2 separate regions of the Zea mays genome follow, and region 2 is linked to region 1. The links are chromatin contacts, called in public Hi-C maps. All regions are on one chromosome and are shown on one strand. Each heading gives the region's core, a stretch centred on a gene start, on an enhancer-like site or on the middle of the called end of the contact. The rest is flanking DNA. Distances are from core to core; before and after follow the strand shown. Region 1 holds the start of LOC103632784 (S-adenosylmethionine decarboxylase proenzyme). Region 2 holds the start of LOC100384794.

Region 1 (7,588 bases), core at 2,124-4,623:
ATGTATTTATATGGGCTGGGAGGTGGGTGGTTAAATAACAGATCTAATCTTGTACTTATCTGTTACAATCATACAATATCTATTAGGAACTCTAACAAACTCGAAACCAAATCTATTACATGACAGATCTAATCTGGTACTTATGTGTTACAATCCTATCCTATCTATTAGTAACTCTAACAAACTCGAAACCAAATCGGCTACATGATAGATCTAATATGGTACTTATCTATTACAATCATATCTTATCTGTTAGGAACTCTAACAAACTCGAAACCAAATTAGTTGTGCAGGTGAGAAGTTTGGTCGGGCGGTTACAACAACTATGGTGGTTATTTTGTTACGAACAACAAGGGATGGCTGATGTCATGGATGATGTAATAGTGATGCAAGATCCGGCAAGTGGAATAAAAAATAGGAGGAAAACTCACGTGGATGTGTTCTTAAGTGGCCAAATAGGTAAGCCTTTTATTTGCTATTCTTTTTTTCCTATTTTTTATTTCCATATTTAATTATCCCAATTCAAATCTGATTTTAAATTTTGAAACCATATTTATATGCACAACCAAAACACCAACATAAATGCAAATATTTTACATTTATTTACTCCTTATTTACTTTGCTCAAATAATTATTTGTATGCATGAAATTTAATAAGCATGGAAGTCACATAGTTATATAACCCAGTAGGAGTGATTTATATAGAATAACTCACTATCCTATCTATTATAGTTTAAGTATATAACCAACATTTTATATTTACTATTTATTAAATTTTAGGGAAGATAGATTCAATTCATAACTTCGTTATAATACGCTTGAAATTTTAAATCTTTCGGGAATTTTCTTAATTCACCAAAATACGATTATGTAGTGTTACAGTATAAAGATTAGGGATTGCAAAGACAAATTGATATGGTATCTCTGCGTAAGGAGTTAAAAGATCACACGTAGCTAGACCTCCAAGTTGCTTCTTGACCACCGAGAGAAATAGAATTGGGATATGCAAAGCAGACAGATGGGTACACCCTAAACGTTTCTTAACTAATTTATTCATTGGTATCAATCTTGCCATTTTTATTGATGTATAATGTAGCTCTTCATATGTCCTCTTTCTATTGAACTATATCGAATACTGGACATGGGATAAGTTGTCTGATAGTTTTACTCATGTATATTATTACTACTATGTGACATATATGAACATCTACAATAAATGCAATATATAATACCAAATAAATTGTTTCTTATTTGTAGGATGACATGTCATACTTAAGGAAAAAATGGCTGCTATATTGCTATCTTCAGACATGAACAATAGAAAGGATGTCTGTTATACAAATATGAAAAAGAAGCTGACACTGGAAGCCCCTCTGATGTTCAAATATCAGATAGTCCGACAAATCCTAAGAAGAGGAAACTACTACGTGTTCCTGATGATAGCGAAGTAATGATGGAAGATGAGTTTGGCCCCATTACTCAAGCAGACTTAGATATGCGATTTGTTGATGAATGGGATAAAAGAACTCGTTCCAAATTCTCGATCGATGGGTGTACCAACGACTTTTTAATGAGTGGTCTTTCCACAAAGCACATGCTAGTGACCAAAGTCGATTTAATAAATGTTCTATGTGCATCATGAAAATCCAAGACGATACGACATTACAGTAAGTGCTCGTAGTTTTATCTATTTTATGTCTACTAACTATATAGATATATGATATATACCTTTGTCATGCTACATTACATGATGACATGTGTGCGAAGTTTCAACCCTTTTAAGATAGAAATATCTCTCAAAGATATGCAAGAAATATCCAAAATAAATCAAGATATGACCCAAAAATGTTTTGACATGGTTGTTTCACTTCTTGCCAATCAAGAAAAAAGGCCAAAAGGTGAAAAGATAAGGGCTAGAAAGCATTATATTGTCATGCGCTTCAGTGTAAGTTTATTTCTTATCAATATCGTAATAATATATGGTATCTATATATAATCCTCATGTAGTAATATATATATATATATAAATTATCTAGAGAGTAACTGGTTTTGGCAAAGTTCCAAAGTATCATGAGGACACTACAATAGAAGAGTTAGCGAAAACATTTGACTGTTGGCCATCAATGAACTATTATATCACGGGTTGTAAATATGTAAGTCTCTGTTCATTTCGAATGCATTTATAAAGGACACATCTTTGCAATCCTAATGGTTGATATTTTGCAGATTCTTATGCCATGGAAATTCATCGATTGATACGTCCTTTTCATAGTCGATCATGGTAAGAAGTATGTGACTTTCATCGACTTTACACTCACTCGAGATTAGTGTAAGCATATGCCATACAAGATATTCGCAGAAGCGACTATCATGACCTCAAAGAAATATAAGATTATTTACAACAAGAAACGTTCTAGATGGACATAGAATATTTTTAAGTGGGGACATACAATTCAAACTAATTCTCCAATGAACTCAAAAGGGTTTTTTGTACCACCTTCTGAGCAATTTAAAAAAAATTCTAGGATTTCTATTATATATAACATAGTTGGTGAAACATTATTCTATAGGATTAATAAAAACTACCTCATTCTATAAGTTATGACCATGTGCGGGAATGATCGACGAATGAAATTTGTTAGGGTGATTGGAGTACATTTATTTCATGTTCAAACATACATTCCAATTACATAATAAAAAAATTGCATTTTGTTCTATTATATCTTGTGCATAGGATCCAAAGATTGTTTAGAGGAACTTTGTGATTGACCTGTTAAGTTATAAGTGTAATTAATACTGATATACCATCACTACAAACATATAACAGATGCATCAATGTCGCTAAAAAAGTTTAGATTAACGCAATATATTTGCCTAACATTCAGAATTCTATATTGATTCTTTAAAAATAATTTTTGTGATACTATAATGTTTGTTCGACATCAGTTCATTCTATTTAGTCAACATATTTATAATAATATTACATATTTATATCGTCAATATAATATTAATATTATACTGATATTTTGTCATACAGATTTTATATATTATAATGATACTTATCGTTCTATTTTTATGTTTTATATTAGTTTTTAACTCTAAGACTTTGCTTTAAGATGTCGTGAAAATGACATGGTACTTTATGCGTATAATATCAGATGCGACTATACAAAGCACGCTCTCTAGTCATCAACGAATTCCATTTATTTCTTTCCTCAATAAACTTTCTCCACGTGCATCGAACTTTACAGTGGACTCGACCAGATTAGCGTTTACCGTTTGGGCCAGCCAGCTCGTTGGCGCGGGCCGTGGCCCTGGCCCCGGGCGCCCTCACGCCCGCTGGCCGCTATAAATAGCGTTCGGCGTTCCTGTCTCCACCCATCCCAAGAAGAGCCGCCCTACCTATTCCTTCTCCCCGCCGTCGAGCTGCCCAACCCAGAGCACCAGCAGCCCTCACCTCCTTCCTCTCGGCCGGTCCTTCCAACGAGCCCGCTGGTCTTGGAGCCGCCACCGTTCTCGTTCTGGACGAACGTGAGTTTTCCTTCCTCTCGTCCTTCCTTGCGCTCGGTTTACTCATCCTGCTGCCGTGCCCTGCGTTGTGTGCGCCAGGACTCTGTTGGGTCCTGAGAGGAGTGGCCGGCGGTTTCGTCTGTGGTAGATCGTAGTACGTTGGCTTAGATCTTGGTTAGGTTCTTGAGGGCGCTTTTGATTTTCGTCGGGAGAGTTTGAGATCGCCTTCCTGCCCCCGTTTGTCGGAGGTGTCAGGAAAACTTACATTTTGTCTGTGCTACCTTAGAATTTGGATCCTGATAACTGCTAATCGTTTGTGCTGTTCTGCTGCCCAAGAAGGAGAACTTACTCTCTTTCGATCGACAGGTTCAAGGAGATTGCATTTGTGGATGCTCTAATGGAGTCGAAAGGTGGCAAGAAGTCTAGTAGTAGTAGTAGTAATTTCATGTACGAAGCTCCCCTTGGCTACAAGATCGAGGACGTTCGCCCAGCCGGAGGAATCAAGAAGTTCCAGACTGCTGCTTATTCCAACGTAAGAACCAAAAAACCTGCGGTACAAGCAATGCCGTTCTAAATCTACTTCTCATTGATACGTTCCACGCTTTGGTTACTGACGCTCGTTATTTGTTTGATCTTTTGTTTTGCAGTGCGTCCGCCAGCCATCCTGATATCGCCTCACATGCAATTCGCGGTAGAGTAGGATTTTAATTCAGTTTTCCTCTTGTGTCGGTAGTTTTCCGTTGGCTCTGGCTGCCTTCCTCTGCTTCTGAGATTCCAACTTGTCTTGCCCATCTCTCCTTTTCCTCTCTCATCCTCTCTTTCTTGCAACGTCATCCAGTGGCGATGTCTTCAGCAGATTCTTGTGTCTCTTCTCCTGCCTCCCCTATTGGCTTTGAGGGCTATGAGAAACGCCTCGAGATCACGTTCTCTGACGCGCCTGTTTTTGAGGACCCTTGTGGTCGTGGCCTGCGCGCCCTCTCCCGTGAGCAGATCGACTCGTTTCTGGATCTCGCACGGTGCACCATAGTGTCACAGCTCTCCAACGAGAGCTTCGACTCATATGTTCTGTCCGAGTCCAGCCTCTTTGTGTATCCCCACAAGGTTGTTCTGAAGACCTGTGGGACGACGAAGCTGCTGCTCGCCATTCCTCGCATCCTTGAGCTTGCTGCAGGGCTGTCACTGCCTCTTCTTTCTGCGAAGTACTCTCGTGGGACCTTCATCTTCCCCGGCGCGCAGCCCGCGCCACACCGCAGCTTCTCGGAGGAGGTATCTGTGCTGAACGCTTTCTTTGGTAACCTCAAGTCCGGTGGCAATGCCTACCTGATCGGTGAACCGTTCAAGCCCAACAAGAAGTGGCATGTCTACTACGCCACAGAGGAGCCTGAGCGTCCTATGGTGACGCTTGAGATGTGCATGACAGAGCTTGACGTTAAGAAAGCTGCTGTGTTCTTCAAGAACTCCACTGGTGGCAGCTGCACTTCAGCTAAAGAGATGACGAAGCTCTCGGGGATTCATGAGATCATTCCCGAGATGGAGATCTGTGACTTCGAGTTTGACCCCTGTGGGTACTCGATGAATGGCGTCTTAGGGCCTGCAGCCTCCACCATCCACGTGACACCCGAGGAAGGTTTCAGCTACGCAAGCTACGAAGCTATGAACTTCGACCCCAGCTCACTGGTCTACAGCGATGTGATCAGGAGGGTCCTGGCAGGCTTCTCTCCTTCGGACTTCTCGGTCGCAGTTACCATCTTTGGTGGCCGTGGGTTCGCCAAATCATGGGCGACGGGTGCAGACATCGATTCCTACATGTGCGGTGATCCTGTAGAGCAAGAGCTTCCTAGTGGCGGTCTGCTGATGTACCAGAGCTTTACTGATGTTCCCTCTGGCTCTGTATCGCCAAGGTCGACCTTGCAGACGGATGGCTGGAGCAGCGATGGAATGGAGATGGCCTCAAATGACGAGATGTGTATTGGCTGCTGGAATGCGGTGAAGAAGGTGGTGAAGAAAGATTTGGATGCTTAAAGATTTGGATAACTTAGGTGGTTCTTCACCTAAGTTATGAAGAAGTCTGAGACCTCTGTCTCTCTGTTCTTTTGGTTTCAGTTAAGCAGTTAGCTGGGCTACCGGCAATTTGTTTGCTTAATATTTTTCCTGTTCAATAAGTACTCTGGATCTGCGTCTGCCATAGTGCTTGATATTATTTTTGTTGTTAGTCAGTGGGTCTTCAACGACTGATGTTATTCTTGTTCTCAACAGAAGCCATCAACACGACATGAGATTATTCTTGTTCATCAACGTAACACTAGCAGTGTTATTTAATTAGTTACATAGTCTCAGTATGAGCACCAAGTTTTGTCAATGTTTTGATTCACACTCTTGTTGGACAGGTTTATAACACAGCATATATATGTTTTTCCTGTTATGCCGTGTAAGAGTTGCGAGCGGGTCGGAGTCAGCAATGTATTTCTTCGAGTCTTAAGACCGTGTCCAGCAGTTTACCTATATAGTCACCTAAAATATTGTTTTGCACGTAAATTGTACTGCTCATAGAGTTGAATTTTAATATAGGGATGTGTATAGATAAATTGTTGGAGATAGTATTACAAAGCTGTCAGATTTGGCTTCCAAAATCAATGGCCCTACACTGCGAAGCTCTTAGCGCAATATTGCTTTCAAGATTTGTTTTCCATGATAACGCAGGAGAGCTATGCTTCCTTGCAAGATGCAATCCCGGGCTCAACCATGTTTTTGTTCGGTAGCTATAGAATTTTTCTGAATTGTTTTTTTTTTCATATATGGATTGGGTGAATCCAAGCCATTCATCCAATCCCATGCGGGACTAAATCCCTAAACCCAATCAACCAATGTGTGTCAGTTTATTTCATATGGATTGTATCCCAAAAACCGAATAACTATGTTTGTTCGCTTATTTCATATAGATTAAATCCCAAACTTTAAATACCAACAAAAACCAAATAAAATCAACACAATTTAAACATAGAACATGTCATCTCTCTAGAAATTTAAGCATGCCATACAATTTTAGGTTGCTACGAATTATTCATTCATTGCCAATCAATGACTACAGTTCTTGTCCACCAATAAGACCACCAACAATTCGCAATGGTATGCTAAGATTTATATGAAGCCTACTCCAAGTCAACCGAGATGAGTTCCACAGCAGGTACACCAACTGCAATTGATCAGAATAATAAATTAACTCGTCGGTTCATAATTGAAATACCTTTTATCAGAAGCCACACGAACAAACATACTTACATAAGCTCATTTCAGCTACTAAGTTTTGATGTTATAGAAATGAATAACATTGTATTTGTAAACACTAGCGGAATCGGGTGCTTTGCCAAGTGCCTGAAGCACTCGGCAAAGCCTGAAAAACACTCGGCAAAGTATTTGCCGAGTGTCGCACTCGGCAAAGAGGGCTCGATGAACAGTACATCGATAAAGGCTTCTTTGCCGAGTACTTTTTCTCGGGCACTCGGCAAAGAAAAGCGACCGTCATGGCGTCGAGGTGACAGAGACAGTGTCTTTGCCGAGTGTTCTAGGTGACACTCGGCAAAGAAATTACCTTTGTCGAGTGTCTTCTAATACACTCGGCAAAGAAGTTACCTCTTTGTCGAGTGTCTACCGGCCAGCACTCGGCAAAGAATCCGTCAGCGGGTCCCTTTGTCAGGTTCTTTGCCGAGTGCTCTGTACGGCACTCGGCAAAGCGTGCCTCTTTGTCGAGTGTCAGGGTCACCACACTCGGCAAAGAAGCTATATCGGTGCCCAGGTATTGGTTCTTTGCCGAGTGCTATGGCCCTGACACTCGATAAACCACCTCTTTGTCGAGTGTAACACTCGGCAAAGTGACCAGTACACACCTTTTTAATTTGTTTTTTCTATTCCATCCAAACAAATAAAATATACATCACATATATCACATATATACATCATAGATATTGTCACAGACATAAATATCCAATACAAACATTAATATACAAGTTCTCAACACAAGTTCAGAAGTATCAACACAAGTTCAGAAGTATCAAGACATAAGTCTCAAGCTCTCACATAA
Region 2 (7,588 bases), core at 3,627-6,126, 270 kb before region 1:
TCCTTTTAGGACCTTTTTTATTCTTCTTAATATAATGAAGCGCAGTTCTCCTGTGCGTTCCAGGAAAATAAGTCTTGCAAGTTGAATGCAACCATTTGAGAAAAGAATGGATAAAACAATGAAGTTTGAGATCAACTGTTATGGATCCTAGTTCATAACGGGATAAACGGCGCCGGGAAAATAGGCGGGTGGAGTCGGCTTGGGGGGACTAGACTATTAGAGAGATATGGGACTAATTCTTCTTCATTGATTCCCCTTAAGGAGGTACAACCCATCCTTATATAGATAGGAAGACTTGGCCTCTAAGTAACTAACTCTATCTTATCTAATCTAATCTCAAGTAACTAACTCAATCTTATCTAATCTAATATCCATCCACTAATCCTAACCCTGAGCCTATCCCTATGACCTCCATGCCCTGGGCTACCACCCCATGACATTCCTCCACCCTTCGAAGACAGCTCATCCTCGAGTTGTAATGGGGTGCATGGCAACACCCTTGTTATCTAAGTTGATCTGCACGTGAAAGTGCAACCCTAATTAGAAGCCTTTTACATCTCGGCTTTAATGTATTTGCAAATAAAATAAATAACCTAACATATGCCAAGGTTAGTCCTCCTAGATCCCATGGGAACAACCCCGTCCAGGTTGCAAAGGCCAAGACGTGGCAGCTCGCCAGTCCTACGGCCTGAGCTGCCACGAGTTCCAGTGGAGACAGCACCACCCAACCAGATGTGTTCTTGCTGTCCACATCATGGTTATTAAAATGTCGCTTAAACGTCGTTTTAGTGTCGTTTAAACGCTAAAACGTAAACTATGGATCAGGACGGTGAACTAGAGTGAAGGATCGTCCAACCCTACCAAAGGTATTGTCGCCCCATGTGACGCGTGTTGCTCAACACGCGATATCGATGCAAGTCGTTGTGCCATGGAACGACGGACCGTAGCCTGCAGCCGCACCGCCGCTGCCACTTGTCGTGCTTGACGCCGCACCAGGAAGCCGTGTGCTGCAGCCTGAAGACAGCAAGCCACTGCCTGCAGCCGCACCGCTGCCGCAACTTGCCGCACTAGACGCCACGCCAGGAAGCCACGTGCGGCCGCCAGCAGTCGCGTTGCCACCGCTGATCGGTGGTCAGACTCCACTTTTGTTGCGAGTAGATCACGAAGCTAGAGGATAGCAGATCGGGCCTGCACTAGATCTGTCCTGGCACGAACAAGCTCCTCACGCCAGGTGCGGAGATCAATGTTTTCAAGTCGTCTAGTCGAACCTAGTCGTATAGGGACCGATGGGTCGATTAGTCGCGATTAGTCGTCGACTAGGTCAACTAATCGACCCTAGTCGAGCTGGTCATCTTAGGAGAGGAAAGCAAAGGCTGAGTACTGACCATCAGACGATGTGCTCATCTTAGGAGAGGACTCTGTAGTGCTGCACAAGGTCAAGGTAAGGGTAGGACAGTGGCTCCTTGGGCGGCAGTGGTGCATAGGGTTAGAGGGGGAGACGGACGGCGGTTCCTCCTTGGGCGACGTCCCACACTCCGGCTCTATCTTTGGACTCGTAGGCGGAGGCGGCAGTCGGGTCTGTCTTGGATGTGGCCGACGGCTCCTCCATCGGGCGACGGCGCCTCTATCTCGATGGCTCCCGACGGTGGCACCCGACGACGGCTCCAGGTCCTTGTGCCCTGGCGGTTGTGCGTGAGCGAGAGAAGGGCCTAGAGGGGTTGTGCGTGAGCGGGAGTATATTTTACCGGGGTGCTTGTCTAATTCTCAAGTGTCAACCCTAAAGCCCACAAAGCAAATTGTGGCCCAGTAAAAACCCCAGCTGCAAAAGCCCAATAGCCATCAACAAAGGCATGTCCAAACTAGTCGTCCTCTCCCTAGTCGGACGACTAGTCGGACGACCATAATTCTAGTTGTACTAATCGCCTTGGTGGCCCTAATCGTTTCCAGTCCACCGACTAGTCCGATTAATCGCGATTAATCGCGATTAGTCGGACGACTTGAAAACACTGGCGGAGATGGTCTGCAGCAGAAGTCATGGGAAAGGATCTTTGACTCATGATACCAGATGTTATGGATCCTAGTTCATAACGGGATAAACAGCGCGGGGAAGATAGCCGGGCGAAGTCGGCTGGGGGACTAGACTATTAGAGAGATCCAAGACTAATTCTTCTTCATTGATTCCCCCTTAAGGAGGTACAACCTATCCTTATATAAATAGGAAGACTTGACCCTCAAGTAACTAACTCAATCTTGTCTAATCTAATCTCAAGTAACTAACGCAATCTTATCTAATCTAATATTTATCCACTAATCCTAACCCTGAGCCTATCCCTATGGCCTCCATGCCCTAGGCTGCCACCTCATGACATCAACAAACATCCACTGTCATGCAATCTATGACATTGTGTGAGCCTAAATTTTTACATATGAATTGACCCAATAATAATCATGTAAACCAGACAACATAAAAAACAAGGCTAGCAAACTTCTCAATACATATAGGGGTTGTTCGCTTCAGATTAAAGCCAGTTTTTCGGATTGCTGCAGATGTAATCTGTTGAGTTTGTGATCCAAATTCTACATATGGAGGCTGTGTTGGTGAGCGGAGCGGAGGCCCGTCACCGAGAGGCTTGAGCCAAAGCGTAATTAGGGTTTTTTGTGCTACGCATTGTTTTCTGGTCGAGCGACCAGCTAGTCGACCTAGGGGTCCGACTAGGCAACTAATCTCGATTAATCGACGATTAGGTCGACTAATCGACCTCTGGTCGACCTGGTCGTATACTAGTCGTCCTGTTCATCCAAGACATATGTATATAGTATATAACTAATTAACTATATACGGTATATAACTATATATAAAGGGTAGGGTAAACATGACATGAATTCTGCAATACTGATCAAAGGAATAAGGATTCAGAGGATGGCAACATGAACAAGGATGGCAATATGAACAGAATCTCTATTCTCTAATATGAACTGAGTCAGAAACATAGAAGGACAGAACACAATACAGAATACAGAAGTAAATATGACTATCACTGAATCTAGGGCCTTGCGTTGCGCGCCGAGGAAGACAAATTGGGGCCAAGGTTTTTTAATACATCGACTGTCACTGAATCTGTGCACCGGTGATCAACTTACCAGGAGGCAAGAGCCTTGTGCAGTGCGTCGACGCCAATGATCAAAACCCAAGAGCCAGGAGGACAGAGAACGACAACAGGAGAAGAGAAGAAATTAGAGATAGAGAACCAGAACTGCAGAAGGAAGGAGATGAAGACGCCAAGAATCGAGGAGATTAGACACAAACCGTCGTGTGCAAGGGTATATCACGACGGCGCCTCTGACGGTTCAGCTCCTGTAGCCGGACCGCCCGCCAAAAAAGGCCTACAAATTTTTTACATCATACAAACCCTAGTCGCTAAGTACTGTCTGATCGAGCGATTTATCGGGCCTAGTCGGACGACTAGGTCGACTAGAACACCTAATCGGGTCGGGTTCCCTAATCGCTTACCCTAAACCGACCAGCCCGACTAATCGCGATTAGTCGAACGACTTGAAATCAGAGGTGCTACGTCACAATCATTACTCCTCTTGTAAACCGTCGTCTAAGGATGGCGTTCTGTAAACACTCCACATCATAGTGAATGTTTCGTCTGCTGGTGCCTGTGGTTTTTCCCTTCGCGTTGAAGGGTTTTCTACGTAAATATGTGTGTCGTGCTCTGTGGTTTGTTGGTTGATCTACTTCGTTTTGTCTGCCGGTTTTGCTAACATAATCCATAGAGACAAAACAATGTAGAAGTAGTAGAAGCCGCTACGGACTAAAGCCAACCGAACAAGATGATAATTATATATCTTGTAAAGGAACTAAAGCATGCATAGTTATTTAAGTTAGATGCGAGTGGTTGAGATAAAAAGGAGAAACAATGAATGAGAGAGCATATTACCCTTTGCCGCCCAAAGAAGCAACCATCTGGTTCAATAGAGCCGAAGAAATCAAGCTTGAGTAGGCACCCTTTAAGTCTGTCATAGTACAAACCCCTGATGGGGAAGGTGCGGTCATACTCGTACTGCAAGCAACTCTCCGGATACTTCAACTGCAGAAAACATCAGGTCCGCTCAGAAACCACAAGGGCAGCATTCAGTCATCCATGCAAAGATGTGATGACACCCAAGAAAGAGAGGAACCAAACCTCATTGACCAAGTGCCTTTTGGCAAGATCGTAGATAAGGCATTGCAGGTGCTCGGAGTAGTGCGACAGCGTGTAGTCGTAGTCGAAGCCGTAGACCTGGAGGTCGTCCAGCTTGACGTTCTTGTTGACGTAAATGCCTGAAACCCGCGACAGCGTCCCAACGCTAGGCCAGCAATGTTAAGAGACTGAAGAACCGATCTGTAAAGCAAGACTGTAGGAGGATAGGGAAGCGAATGGGCAATCGAGATTCCCTTTTCCCGACCTTGCGGATTCATCTTGGGCATGTCCTTGATGGCGGCGGGAATGCTGAGGTAGTTGCGCTTGGCGTCATCGAACTCGCGGCGGATGCGCTCGATCTCGTCCTCGCCGGCGCCGGACCGCAGCGTGGTGGAGAGCGTGCAGAGCGCGCGCAGGTCTGTAGGGAGAAACGACAGCCCCAATGTCAAGGGAGACACGGTCAGCAGTCAACCCCATTCCGCAGCGGCATTCCGTCGAACGGCTCTAGTGCAACAACCTCCCAAGGACCGCAGCGCCGTCGCAGAGAGCGCCGGCGACAGGAGACCGTAGCGGTCGAGGAGGCGGAGGCGAGCCAACGCCATTGGGGCCTGCCTCGAGTTTGTCGGTCTGCCGGTCGGTCGCCGACGTGAAGGTGAGGGACGGGCGCAGGAAACGGCTGTTTTTCCTAGGCGCCCACGGGAAAAGGTCGCGCTCGCGGTTGCACTTGCACTTGCACACTTAGGCCCTGTTTGGGAACAAAGTTTTTGAAAACCACAGTTTTTGAAATACTATACTATACTTTAGTTATGACAATACCGTAGTTTATAATACCGCAGTTTTGAAAACTGAGGTCCAGAGCTAAGTTTAGAATGCCTTAAAACAACTATAGTATTTGCAATACTTCAGTTTTGAAAACAGAGATTTTACCCAGCTTGCCAAACACCATTATGTATATAATACTGCAGTATTTGAGAATACTGCAGTATTCTTCCAAAACTGCAGAAAAACTTTGTTCCCAAACACCCCCTTACATTACACGGGAGAAGGCTGACTGCGGCCTGCGGGAGAGGGACGTGTCCTAACGTGTGGGGCCACATGTACGTCCCGCCCAGTGGAGCTCTGCTTTGTGGAACGGTGGGGCGCGCGGCTTCCTTTTGCTCGATACACGATGTCTGAACTGCTGTGACCATCACTGACGTGTGGAGCCACATGTACGTCCCGCCCAGTGGAGCTCGTGGGCTGGTGGCCTGGTGGGGCGTGGGTAGGGCTGGTACATATTATCTACGTAACAATTGATGAACATGTTATATGTATGTGTGATGTCTATGACTCATGAGTTAAACTAATGATTGATGAACTGTGTTTATGTGTTAAATTAACCTATGCAAATATAACTGTGAGTTAAACTAATGAACATATGTATGGATAGTGAATTTGAGTGATGAGTTGTGTTAATTTAGTATTACATTGTTGTGCTCTGTGAAATTATAAGTATAATTACTATTTTATATTATTAAATTAGTTTGAAATTAACTAGAAATTGATTAATATATACATATTGTTTTTCTACTATAACTCACGAGCTAAACTAGCCAAACCGAGTTGATTCTGTGACTCGTTAGCTTAACAAGCCAGTTCAAACTCGGACGAGTCGAGCCTGACTGGATATCCAGCCCAAGGCGTGCGGCCTCCTTTTGCTAGATCCATGAAACCTAAACTGTTGTGACAGGGGCAGTGGCATGGCACCCGTAGAAAAGAAGACGACGATGAGCGAACGGGGCCCGGCCTCCAGGATCGGGAGAAGTGGAGATCCTGGTGTTAGTTGGGGTAAACCTAGCGGCCCATCTCTGCACGTCCCGATCCAACCAAAATGACGGGCTCTCGTTTCCGTTGTGCATATGCAGGCTTTTTGCTAGATCCATGAAGCCTAAACTGTTGTGACCACGCAAGCAGGGGCAGTGGCATGGCGCCTGTAGAAAAGAAGACGACGCTGAGCGAACGGGGCCGGCCTACGGGATCGGGAGATCCTGGTGTTAGTTGGGGTAAACCTGGCGTCCCATCTCCGCACATCCCGATCCAACCAAAATGATAGGCTCTTGTTTTCGTTGTGCGCGTATTCCATAGACTCGAACACCATCCATCATGTGCAGGGTGTTGAGAACTACGTTACCACGGATCACCAGATCCGCACCCTTCCCTCCCGTCAGTAGATTAGGCGCGAGAAGTCGTGGAAGACTCGTATCCCTTCCCAGAAGCACGACAGTGAAACACACGAGACACAGGATGTAGGGTTGGGCCTCTGGCCTCTTTCTCTTCTCTGTATTATGAGGGGGTGTACAGGTTCCTTATATAGAGATGTGAGACCCCTCAGGGGCAAAGCAGGTATTTGCCCACATAACCCTAACTAGGGTTACTTAACACTCCCCCTTGGGCGAATACCGCGACCAACACATGCCTCGTTAAAACTCCGAAAAACCCAGTGGGAAAATGTGGAGAAAGAGTGCATGGTGATACAAATTGCATTTGCACTTTGTTGCCTCGTTAAAAACCTCATGTGAGAAACTTCAAGAAAACTCACCAAGGGAAAAAGAGTACAACAACTGTCATCGGGACAGATTTCGATCCTCTGGGATCTAGATTCTATCGAATCTTCTACAAGGGCTAACTTTTAGAAATGTGCTCCCCCTGATCCTTGCAAAACCGTATCAATAAGGCAAAACATCTTCTTCTGGAAGTATATGCACCTAAAGATTTAGCAAACAGATTGCATATCTTTGCAAGGACTATTTCAGGAACTTTACCTCTACTCACTTCTAGGATATACGAGGTAAGTGCACGTATCAATATAAATAAGCCAATTTGACCGATGGCGTTCGATAGACTGGATCTATATATTTGATAGAAAATTCCATAAAGGTTCACATCAAGCTCACGCCTTCAGGGCATAGAATATGACATTTATTGTCTCGCGATTGTCCCTCATCCCTCATTCGCTCCCCCTGACGATGACATCTGTCAAAGTCGTTATCCCTCATAACTCAAGCATATTCTTCAATATATATGTCTCATTGTTCATCTAGAATAACGAGAATGGATGAGGTTGGGGTGCTATCATTTTCTATCTTACACCACAATTTATATATAGTTGTGCAAAGCAAATAACATGTCCTTCAATAGGACTTAGGGGATAATATAGTTGCAATAGTACATATTCTAAATATGACACATCGCTCGAGGCGTTCATCCATTGCAACATCTATGATGGTGTAACAAAAGTCCATCTAAGATCGTAATCCATCAGGGATTTTTCATCGATCAGATACATCGTTATAGTCTGTCATTCTAGCACAATAGAGATATTTTGCCAGTAACACCTAAACCTTATAGGTTTCTGCCATCAG

Evidence for each region. Hi-C and Micro-C count contacts between places; a contact is called where the count stands out from the background.
Region 2: a contact with region 1 is called in a Hi-C map of leaf, with 5 times the contacts expected there. The contact joins the promoter of LOC100384794 here to the promoter of LOC103632784 in region 1. A contact is called at or near these places in 3 of 25 Hi-C or Micro-C datasets (leaf and tassel).

What each region holds. Positions count from the first base shown.
Region 1 is chr7:123,181,316-123,188,903 of Zm-B73-REFERENCE-NAM-5.0, reverse strand. It overlaps LOC103632784 (S-adenosylmethionine decarboxylase proenzyme), which reads left to right and starts at 3,373. Exons shown (of 3, transcript XM_020541159.3): 1 at 3,373-3,531; 2 at 3,877-4,042; 3 at 4,158-5,927. The coding sequence starts at 4,354. The coding sequence ends at 5,532.
Region 2 is chr7:123,448,498-123,456,085 of Zm-B73-REFERENCE-NAM-5.0, reverse strand. It overlaps LOC100384794, which reads right to left and starts at 4,876. Exons shown (of 13, transcript NM_001177240.2): 1 at 4,705-4,876; 2 at 4,453-4,605; 3 at 4,191-4,327; 4 at 3,945-4,094. The coding sequence starts at 4,789.